Linked DNA regions of Scylla paramamosain: region 1 is linked to region 2. The links are chromatin contacts, called in public Hi-C maps. All regions are on one chromosome and are shown on one strand. The core of a region is the stretch at or near the end of the contact, and the rest is flanking DNA. Distances in the headings are between cores, read along the strand shown.

The links. A called contact is a pair of places that touch in the nucleus more often than the background predicts.
Region 1: a contact with region 2 is called in a Hi-C map of testis, with 9 times the contacts expected there. The contact joins the enhancer-like site here to the promoter of LOC135113347 in region 2. A contact is called at or near these places in 2 of 2 Hi-C or Micro-C datasets (muscle and testis).

What each region holds. Positions count from the first base shown.
Region 1 is chr25:21,373,825-21,379,657 of ASM3559412v1, reverse strand. No RefSeq gene overlaps it. Among protein-coding and RNA genes, the nearest start is that of LOC135113350, 15 kb to the left of the region's middle. Within about 2 kb of position 4,022, the one cell type or tissue checked has an H3K27ac peak away from gene starts, as active enhancers do.
Region 2 is chr25:21,219,053-21,224,212 of ASM3559412v1, reverse strand. LOC135113347 (zinc finger protein 358-like) reads left to right here and starts at 3,309. Exons shown (of 4, transcript XM_064028594.1): 1 at 3,309-3,733; 2 at 4,884-5,160. The coding sequence starts at 4,890.

The DNA of each region.
Region 1 (5,833 bases), core at 2,773-5,272, 150 kb before region 2:
TTCATTCATGCCGACAAATTTCAAAGGTGTTTTTCCCACTGATGGTATATAATCCACGTTAAACTCTTAGTACAATCGTGAAAAAAAAAAAATAAATAAATAAATACCTGGAAAACATCAACAACTTTTACTGGGTTCTGTTAAACTATCAGTATCATGAAAATACTTTTGAATATTCTAAATAACTTCTACTAGAGCCTCTTAAATTATCACTGGAATCATAGAAAGACTCTTAAAAGCTTCAGCAATTTCTAATAGAGCTTGTTAAACCAAAATAACTAAAATACTCAGAAAAAAAAAATTCCACAAGATTCTGTAAAATTATCACTGGAAACATACGAACACTAAAAAAAAAAAACGTCCACTAGAATCTTTTAAACTTTCACTTATAATCATGAGAATACTCTTCAATATACAAAGCAACTTCTAATACAACCTGGTAAAATAATTCATCGAATCATGAAGACGTCCTTGACAACCAAAATAACTTTCCAGTTGAGCATGTTAAACATCATTGAAATAATTAAAATACTCTGTTAAATTACCACTGCAATCATAGAAACGCTCTTAAAAAACCCAATAACTTTTATTAGAGTCTGTTAAACAATCAGTAATAATCATGAAAATATTCTTGAAAATCCCAACTAAATTCCACTGAACCACGTTAAACTATCACTAAAACCATGAAAATACTCCTGAAAATCACAAATAATTTCCAATACCCCGTTACATTATCGCTGGCATCATATAACAAAAAAAAAAAAAAAAAAAAAAAAAAACTTGAAAATTTAAACAACTCCCACTACAACCTGTTATAATATCCCTAGAATCACGAAGACAACCTTGAAAACCTAACCTAACTTTCACTAAAGTCTGTTAAATCATTACTACTCTGGAATCAATAAAAGTCCTCTGATCTTTCACTAGAATATTTTAAAGATCACAGTGATAAGTTTAAGAAAGATTCCGCATCATCAATAGAAAGAATACCCTTGACAACCCGGACAGTCATCTCTATAACCTATAAAAATAATCCTCATGAGAGAGAGAGAGAGAGAGAGAGAGAGAGAGAGAGAGAGAGAGAGAGAGAGAGAGAGAGAGAGAGAGAGAGAGAGAGAGAGAGAGAGAGAGAGAGAGAGAGAGAGAGAGGAGAGAGAACGCTTCAGAATACGAGACTTATTGAGGGAAAACTACAAACATACAGAGGGAGTGCCGTGTGTTTACCTGACCTCGAGTATATAATAGAGAATTTCCTCTCCTTTCCTTCCATTCAGACTGTTACGTGTAATTGTTTTCCGTGTGTGTGTGTGTGTGTGTGTGTGTGTGTGTGTGTGTGTGTGTGTGTGTGTGTGTGTGCAACCTCTTTCCTCACTGAATAAGACGCAAGGACGAGAAGGATAAGCGACTGGAGGAGTAATTGATCCGAGAGGCACGGCAGAGGAAGAGAAAGTGCTGCCAAAAATAGCACAACGACCTTTGCCTGACGCACAAGGAAGGAATCACACTGCATGACCCCGCGCCACCCAAGCCAGCCCGTCCCTCCCCGCCCGCTCCACCAAGCCGTACCTCAGCCTCCCTCCCAGCACAAGAGAAGCAAGTTACTATACATTGTAGCACAGCCTTGCCTTACCCTGCCTTCATTCGTGCACTCCCGCTGGCTATAGGACAGAGAGAGAGAGAGAGAGAGAGAGAGAGAGAGAGAGAGAGAGAGAGAGAGAGAGAGAGAGAGAGAGAGATAGTATAGCCTATATTCTTTCCTTACTCCCTCTCCTTCCCTCCCATCTCCCCTCTCTCTTTCTTCTTTTATCTCTCCTTTTTCTTTCATTCTCTCCATTGTATTTTTTTTCTTTTCCTTCTTCCAGGTCTCCCTTTTCCTCTCATCACCTTTCTATTCCGTTTTTCCATCCTCTACCTTCCATCACGTTTTTTCTTTAGTTCCTCTTTCCATCTCTCCCCTTCTCTTCATTCCTCTTCCACCTCTTCCTTTCTTTTCCCTCCTATATCTTCCATCTTCCTTTCTCCTTTGTCCCCAGTTCATCCTTAGCTTTTCCTTCTTCTGTCATTTATTTTCTTTTTTCCCGTCCATTTCTCATCATAATCTTTGATATTCCTCGACTATTTTTTACGACCTGGCACCTTCAGTGGGCTTCTCTCTCTCTCTCTCTCTCTCTCTCTCTCTCTCTCTCTCTCTCTCTCTCTCTCTCTCTCTCTCTCTCTCTGGACAGAGCTCCTCTTAAAAGAACAAATACATAAAATATTATCTTTTCCCTTCTTCTCTCTCCCACTTACCTCTGTTCTCTTCTCCCTTCTTTATTTTTCCTCCTTGCGTCTATCAATTTTCCTTCCAACCATCTTCCGTCTCTATCTTTTCCACTCCCTTCCTTATCGTATGTCCTTATTCCCTTTTCCTCTCCCTTTTCTCTTTTGCATCTAAGTTTTCCCAGCAATCGTTTTCTATACCTCCCCTTTCTGTTCCTTCCCTCTTCTATTATATATGTTCTCTTCTACCTTTTTCCTCTCCTTTTCCCATGCCCCCTTTTCTCCACCTTACTTCCTTCCTCCCTCTTTCATTTCTCTTATTCTCTTCTCCCTACCTACTCTTTTGCTTCATCTCCCTTGTTTTCTCCTCCACCTCACTTCCCTCCTTTTTCCATTTCCTATTCTCTCCTTCCTACCTCCTCTTATATCACCTCTCTTTTCCCAGTCCTTCACAAGAAAAGACACCAAGACAACACCATCACTACCATCACTTACTCATTCACACATTTCACAACCCCCCACCACCCCCTGAACACTTCCACGAACTTGGCCGGCTCGCTTAGCTAAGGTCAGTGAAAGACTCTATCTGGCCTTGAGGTTCCCCGAAGTGTTCACATGCGAGAATCAACTGTACCTCTGAAATTCCGGGAAGGTTTCAAGAAGAGGCGCAAACGTCACACCAAGGAAAGTTGGAGTGTCTAAACTATCTGACGGGGTATGAAAGACTGGGGAAGGATATAGCGGTTACTAGGGAATACAAAGAGTGTAATGTTAGCGTGTGTTGTGAAGTGGCACACTAGAGAATACAAAGGAAGAGTTAATGGCAGTTGTTGATTATGTCTGTTGTGAGGTTGCTTGTGATGTGTTTAGTTAAGAGAGAGAGAGAGAGAGAGAGAGAGAGAGAGAGAGAGAGAGAGAGAGAGAGAGAGAGAGAGAGAGAGAGAGAGAGAGAGAATGATATGGGTTAGGTAATCTGTTATATAACTCTTTTCTTACGTAAAAAAAAACCCTCAGAGTCGTTTTATCAGTCTTTGTAATAGTAGCTGCAGTTGTAGCCATGTTGACACCACCGCTACTACTACTATGACCACCACCACCACCATTAACAACAACAACAGCAGCAGCAGCAGTAACAATCACCCCACCAGGCACATTCACACCATTTCCCTCTCCATCCCCTTAACACACACACACACACACACACACACACACACACACATACAGACTGGAACAGCAGGATGGTGACAGAGGAGGAGGAAGAGAAGGAGGAGGAGGAGGAGGAGGAGGAGGGGAGGAGGAACAGGAGGAGGAGGAGGAGGGGAGATTGTTAAAAAGATAAAAAAAAAAAAGAAAACAGCACTGTTTTTTTTTTTTTTGAGGGGGGGGAGAGGGGAGTTTATTCCAGGTCATGTGGTGCGGCAGGAAGTTTGAGGCGCGGACGGGGAGGAGACACTGGGGAGAGAGGTGAGAGCGGGAGAAGGGGAATGTTATGACAAAATCTGCCACGTGTAAGGCCAAAGCTCGGACGGCGCGGGGCGGACGGAGCCGTGGCTTCTTGCGGACACTAGACGCCACGTGCGGTCTCCCCCCTGCTGGCTCCGCCTCGCCTCTCTCCTCTCCCTGTGGTCGCTCTCGCCTTCCTCTCTCTCCGTGCTGGTGGAGGCCGATCCCCACCGCCTACCACAAGCCCTTCACCACTACCCAGACCAGCCTATGAGCCAGCTAGCCCAAGGTTTTCCTACCACCACAGCATTTGAGTGGTCCTAGATTCTGTGTGCTTGTTTTGGTTGCTTGCCTGCCTGCTTGAGTAGGGTGTCATCTAGGGTTTTCTGACTTAACTAGACTTCCCTGTGTCTTGTCTTTAATTACTATAGTGTTTATTAGGTTTGCTTGCCTGCTTGTTGGTAATGTGTCTAGCATCACAGTCTGGGGATTTCTCTCTCTCTTATATTCTGTTCCCCCCCGTGATGTCCTAATTCTTACCGCCGTAGTGTCAGTGTTTCTCTTGCTTGTTGGGAATGTTTTGTATCACATTCTAGGGTTTTCTGTTCTTGTTATACTTTCCTGGTCCATTCCTGTGTGTTATCTCTTACAACAATAATATTTAGTGTCCTTGTTTTGATTACACCCTTGTTTAAAATTTGTCAGGTGTCATATTCTGGGATTCTCTTTCCTTGCCATGCTTCCTCCTGCCTCCTTTCCCTCCTCCTGTCTCTCTCCGTGCTTATGTTAATCTCTCTTAAAGATTTTCTACCACCGTAGTGTTCAGTGTGGTTGTATGGCTTGTATGTTGTATGGTTGTATGGCTTGCTCACTGCTCTAAAATTAGTATGGTATCATATTGTTTTCTCTCCTTGGTATACTTTTCTTTTTCCTTCCTTCTCTCTCGTGTACTTATTTTTGTTTTCTACCGCCATTATGTTCAGTGTACTTGTTTTGCTTACGCGCTTGTTTAAAATTAGTGCAGTATCATATTCTGGTGTTTTCTCTCCCTGCCATGCCTTGTTCTCTCCTGTCTCTCTGTGCTTTAAGTCGAGTTCTCTTTAAGGAATTTACACCGCCATAATGTTTTACTGTGCTTGCTTTTCCTGCTCACTTCTTGAAAATTAAGTGTAACCACATCTCCCCCATTCTCTCTCTCTCTCTCTCTCTCTCTCTCTCTCTCTCTCTCTCTCTCTCTCTCTCTCTCTCTCTCTCTCTCTCTCTCTCTCTCTCTCTCTCATGCTTCCCTGTTCCCTCCTTCTGTCTCGTCGTGCCTAACTTATTCTCTCCTCAGGATTTTCCACCACTACAGTAATCAGTGCATTCACATTTCTCACTGCATCCTTTCTCTAATCTAACCTCAGACTACCCGCTTTTTCCCCTCACCAAACCTCGCAACTCTAACCTAAAACTACCCATCTGTCTGTCTGTCTGCGTGTTTGTCTATCGGTGCATTAACTCCATCGCCGCCTGACTTCCCTTGACATCCAGGCGGCGATGAGTGTACAACTTTCTATTCCTTCCCCACAAGCCCCTCCCGTGAGCACCTTCCCCAGGCTCGCCACACGCACACCCCTTCATTGCACGTCACACCTCTCAGAACTCTTACGTTTCAGCCTCTCAGCAGTGCATGACGCAGCTCGCGCAGACGTCACCGGACTTTCTAAATGTTTGCGCGTTGATCTGCGTGTTCTCTCGTCTCTTCCCTCGCCCTTCACGGTATAAACACGCAGTATCAATCCTCACATCCTAACAGCACGTTTTTTTTTTTTTTTTATAACAATCTTTCTAAACATTATCGTGTTGATATGCGTGTTCTCTCGTCTCGTCTCTTTCGCCCTTCACGGTCTAAACACGCAATTACAATCCTCACTTAGCCTAAGAACATGTATTCTGTAATATAATATTTCTAAACATCGGCCTTTCTAAACATCTGCGTATTGATCTGTGTTTTCTCGTCTCCTCGCCTCGCCCTTCACGGTTAGATATGCAATTTCTGTATTTTCTCAGCTAGTTATTCTTTACCTTGCCTAACTAATAACTCCTTTTAAAACATCTTTCTGTTTTTCAGCCTGTTCTTTCTTATCTTCCT
Region 2 (5,160 bases), core at 2,060-4,559:
ACTACTGTTTTCCTTCAATATTACATCCTAGGAGCTGTAAAAAATCTACTTTCTCTCATCCTCATGTTCTCACGTTCTTAACTCTCTACATCTGTTTCCTCTACTGTTTTCTCTCAATATTATACTCGTATTTTCGTAATTGTATGTAAAAGGAAACTGTATTATTCCTATCTTGAAGCATCCACAGTAGAGAAAAATGAGAGAGAGAGAGAGAGAAAGAGAGAGACGACAGCATCACTCAGGGTCTGTAACTCTGTGTATCTTATGTCCAGGGCGGCGTGATGAGAGGGATGAACACACAGAATCTTCTCGTATTTCATGTGTATAGCGTGACACGTGTGAGGGATGCTGAGTCTGCGCATTACTCAGCACTGCATTATGTAGGAGGTGCGAAAGAGGAGAGATGGAAAGACAGATTTATAAGTGTCATGAATAAGAGGAGTGAGAAGGAAGGATAAGAGAAATGGTGGAAGAGGAGAGAAAAGATGAAAAAGGGGCCGTGAAAGAGCGCTGATTGAAGGAAAGCCGATCTATGTTATGGGGAATGAACGAAGAGGAAAAAAAGGGAAGAAAAGAATCATGGAAAAGGAAATGGTAAATGTTGTGAAAGAAGAAACAAGCGTTATAAAAGAGAACAGATAGAAAAAAAAATATGAATGTTATGGAAAAGAAGAGAAGAAAGAATAAGAAAAAAAAAATCACCAAAGAAGCCACATAAAAAAAAAATCAAATGAGAAAACGAAACAAGGAAAAAAAATGGAAAAGGGGAAGAAAAAGATGAGTTGAAAAAAAGAAAATGCTTAGAAGAGCCATCAATGAGCGAAGCAAGATTATAAAAGACGCTTAAGAGGAAGGAAAGAAAGACGAACAGAAAAATCGTAAACTTGAAGAGGACACGAAAGATTAAAAAAAAAAAAAAACATTAAAACGAAAAAAAAAAGAAGGAACAAGAAGCATCATCAAAGAAAACAGACAGAGAGGACAGATAGAGAATAAACATAACAAAAGATGAAGAAAAATAATAAAGCCTTGAGGGGACAGAAGAAAGGGATGATAGAAGTCGTGAAAGGGAAAGAAGCAATGAAAGCAGGAAAGAGGATGATAATAAGAAAAAAAGGATAATACTCGTCACGCAAGAGGAAAGAAGAATAAAAAGAAACAAAGAACACTGAAAGATGATAAAGATTGTGGATAGGAAAGACGTATTAAATCGTGAAACAAGATAGTAAGAAAGGTAATATTAGTCATGTAAGATGGAACGAAGAAAACGAAGAAAACTAAAAAAGAAACGACAAAGAAGAGAAAGATGATAAAGAAGAGAAATATTACGATGAAAAGTCGCAAAAGAATGAAAGAAGGGTGAAAGAAATCGTGAAAGAATAGAAAAGAGAATGACAAAAAAATAAATAAATAAATAAAGTAAGAAAGGATAAAGGAGATTGTGAAAGGAGATTGTGAAAGGAATATAAAACATATATACAGCGAAGAACGAGGAGGAACAATGATAAAAAAAAAAATAAATAAAAAAAATCATTGTTGTTGGAGGAAGACTGAGCTCTCATTATCCTGAAGCATCCACAGTGAAGGAGAAAGAAAAAGAAAGAAGGTAACTCACTGATGGTTCACAAGTGCATGCTACAAAAAAAGAGATGTAAAAAGTGAAGTTTGTTAGAGAGACACGTGTGTGAGAGGCGAGGGGACAAAAGGTGAGGCATAATTCACATGACATATTGAAGGCAACACATTATTAGTACCACACTGATAATTCATAAGTGCGTGCTGTGAGAGACAAAGAAGTAAACATTTGCGATGTAAATTGAAGTGAGACGTGTGTGAGAGAGAGAGAGACTGGTGCTGACCCTATCATCATCTAAGCGAGGGAACAAGGGACAATTATATAACATTTAGCACAGAAAGGCAACGCAGTATTAGTTTATAAGTGCATGGTGCAATAGAGATACATGTATAAGAAGCAGTTGGCCAGATGTTGTGAGGCATGCGAGAGTGAGGCTGGTGTTGACATCATCTAAGCGAGGGAGCAAGAGACAATATAACATTTAGCAAGGGAAGGTAAAAGCAGTAGTAGCTTGTTAGAGAGACATGTAGAATAAATACGTTACTCAGTTAAGTGTTGCGAGGTACATGTAGGGACTGAGGCGTTTGTATCATCATCTAAGCGAGGGATCAAGAGCTACACAACACTTGGAAAGAGAACGGGAGGCAACAAGTAGTTGACTAAATGCGTACTGTGGAAGAGAAAGAAGTAAATAGTTGCTAGGTAAGTTGTAGCGAGGCATGAGAGACTGGCACTGTGTCCCTCCTGTCCTGTGAGCGAGGAGAGACCAAGAGACAGTTACATAACATTTGACAAGGCGGTATAAATTCTCCAAACTCCACACTCTCTTTTCAGGTTCCAGGCTCTGCTGTTGCCACTCGTCACTTAGCACGCCTCGCCAATTCACTCCTGCGGTGGGTTCCCTTCCCCTCTCTACCTCTTGTCCCTCCCCTCCGCCTCACAACAATGCCTCGCCCACACGTCCCCGCCACCCCAGCCTCTATTCATTCAGATGATGGCCCACTCCCACTCCACCACCACCATCACCGCCACTACTACCCCCTCTTGTTTTGGCGAGGGAACTGTCTTCATGCAGCACACAAAGCATGGCATATATACTTGATGCGAAAATAATGAAAAAATAGTTTTCTCTCTCTCTCTCTCTCTCTCTCTCTCTTTCGTGTATTTAATCATTAGGTGTGTGTGTGTGTCTCAGTACGGTGTATTCTTCCTCTTCTCTTCCTGTCATGCACTTAATGATCAGAGGTGTGTGTATGTGTGTGTGTGTGTGTGTGTGTGTGTTCATGCAGCAGTACTGTTCTTGCACACTTGGGGGATTACGGCGCACGGGGCAGCCCATCAGCTCGCGGTTTACACCTGCCCTGCCGATACGTCACAAAAATATACTTGTGTGGGTGTACTCGTGGCGACGTTGCCAAATCTCCCGGTCAGTAAAAAGTGAAGTATGATTTACCCGGTACCGATAACTCCAAAGGTGGAAGGGAATGACAAAGAGGGCAGGTGTGTGTGACCCAAGTGTTCAAGTGCCATTCAGGAGCACGGAATGGCCTGCGTCTGAAAAAAATAAATGTATTGCACCAATGCACCCAGTTAGCTTACACGAGCAAGGCTCCGTCCGCCCCGCGCCGGCCGAGCCACGAGTCCTCAGTTACCTCCTCGCCGCGCTGCCAACGCACGATCAATACAGAATTATACTCACTAACCCCATACCATCCCTACCCACGCAGAGGACAATAAAATAGGTGCGTGTGCAACCCCCCGCAGGTTCCCCCCATTTCCCCCTCCGGACCTCAGGACATGAGGAGGGGGGGAAGGTACATGATGCAGTACGAAAGTGTCAGACGCGGGGTGCCAGTGCGGGCCAAGGTGAGGGCAGTCAGAATCTTCTGCGCTTGTGTGAAGGCGGGGCATATATGTGTGTCCCGAGTGAGAGCCGCAGTAGTATCGCCTGTGCACTTCTTCAGTGAGCATTTGCCCTTTGGACTAGGAGACTACCTCGCTAGTGAACAGTGAGAGACAGACAGTCTGAGCTTCGCCGTGCTTGAGTGAACATGGTGTATTGTGTGTCCCAGTGAAGAAGAGTCTGTGCTACCGCTAACCCTTGCCACTCTCTGGTGACTGGACACACCTCACCACTTCTCTATTTGATCGTTATTGGTGAGTATTGTGACTTATTGACTTACCATCGAAGTGTTTAGTGTAGAACTTTGAGACTTGTGATGATGCGTTAGTTTTGGTGGTGTGCGAGTGAGTGGCTTCCTCTTCTACAACAAACGTCTACACACACACACACACACACACACACACACACACACACAACTTAATATTAAATGGAGAAGTAAAGCATGAATTACTACAAGAATACGGGGAATTAACTTACACAATAAAATCCGTACGTGTGTGTGTGTGTGTGTGTGTGTGTGTGTGAGAGAGAGAGAGAGAGCAAGCAAGCAAGCAGTAAGTGTGAAAGTCTTAGTCTTCAGGGAGCACAAAGGTTCAAGAGGACGAGGCAGAGGCGGAAGTGTTGGGATTAAGAACTTTGGGATTCTCTCTCTCTCTCTCTCTCTCTCTCTCTCTCTCTCTCTCTCTCTCTCTCTCTCTCTCTCTCTCTCTCTCTCTCTCTCTCTCAGCAGTAAGAAAAAAAAAATGAGAATGTCTGAGAGGGCTCGCACGCACACAAACGTCTGACCCACATTTCTAAATAGCCTGGCAAGCATACAAACACACGAGAATTATAAATGCCTTTGCTTGTGATTGCTTTAGGTTGAGAGAGAGAGAGAGATAAGTCATGAAGAAACTCAATGAATATGCAAACGTTTCTTGTCACTTGGTAGTTAACACTCGTTCGTACCAAAACTGCTTGCTTCATTCACGTTCCAAGCAGCACTCGGGTAAATTTAGTAAGGACAAGTTCGTCTCAGGTTTCGTAACATCCCTAATTCAGGTTCTCGCGCGGCCCAGAAGTGACATCATCCAGCCAGTCAGCGTTGGGTGTATATGTATATTCCCTTTAGTTTCTTGCTGTATGTTCGCTTTAGGGTCAGTGGCGCCTCTCGTGCTCAAGGAGGAGTGTAGTGGCAAAGGTTGTAGCGTTTACAGAAACGTGGCAGTCCTGTTCAGGTATTAGAGATTGAGTAAATGTGGTTTCTATATTGATTTACTAAGACTCTAAAGTTCGTGTTGGAGTAAACGTGTGTAAGTTATGATTTAAGAGGTTTTACGAGTGCACATGTGACTCGTGTTAAACAGGTGAATTAAAATAGTTATTATGAAACGATGTTAACCCATCGCCTTTCTTCCCCCACAGATAGTCATGGCCATGCTGCCGCCCGGCCTTGGCTCCTCGTACCCCGTGGCGATGGATATGGACCACGCCTACCCCCCCACCACCATACCGCAGACCCAGGCGCAGCCCCAGTACGTGACACACCCCCAGCCGCAGCTCCAGCCCCAGCCACAGCCCCAGCCCCAGCCCCAGCCCAGCTCCATGGAGCACCCTGAGGGCCCCAGAGAGGCGATGGAGATGCAGAGTGTCTCAGAGCCGCCGTACCAGTGCAAGATCTGCGGGAAGGGCTTTGCTATCC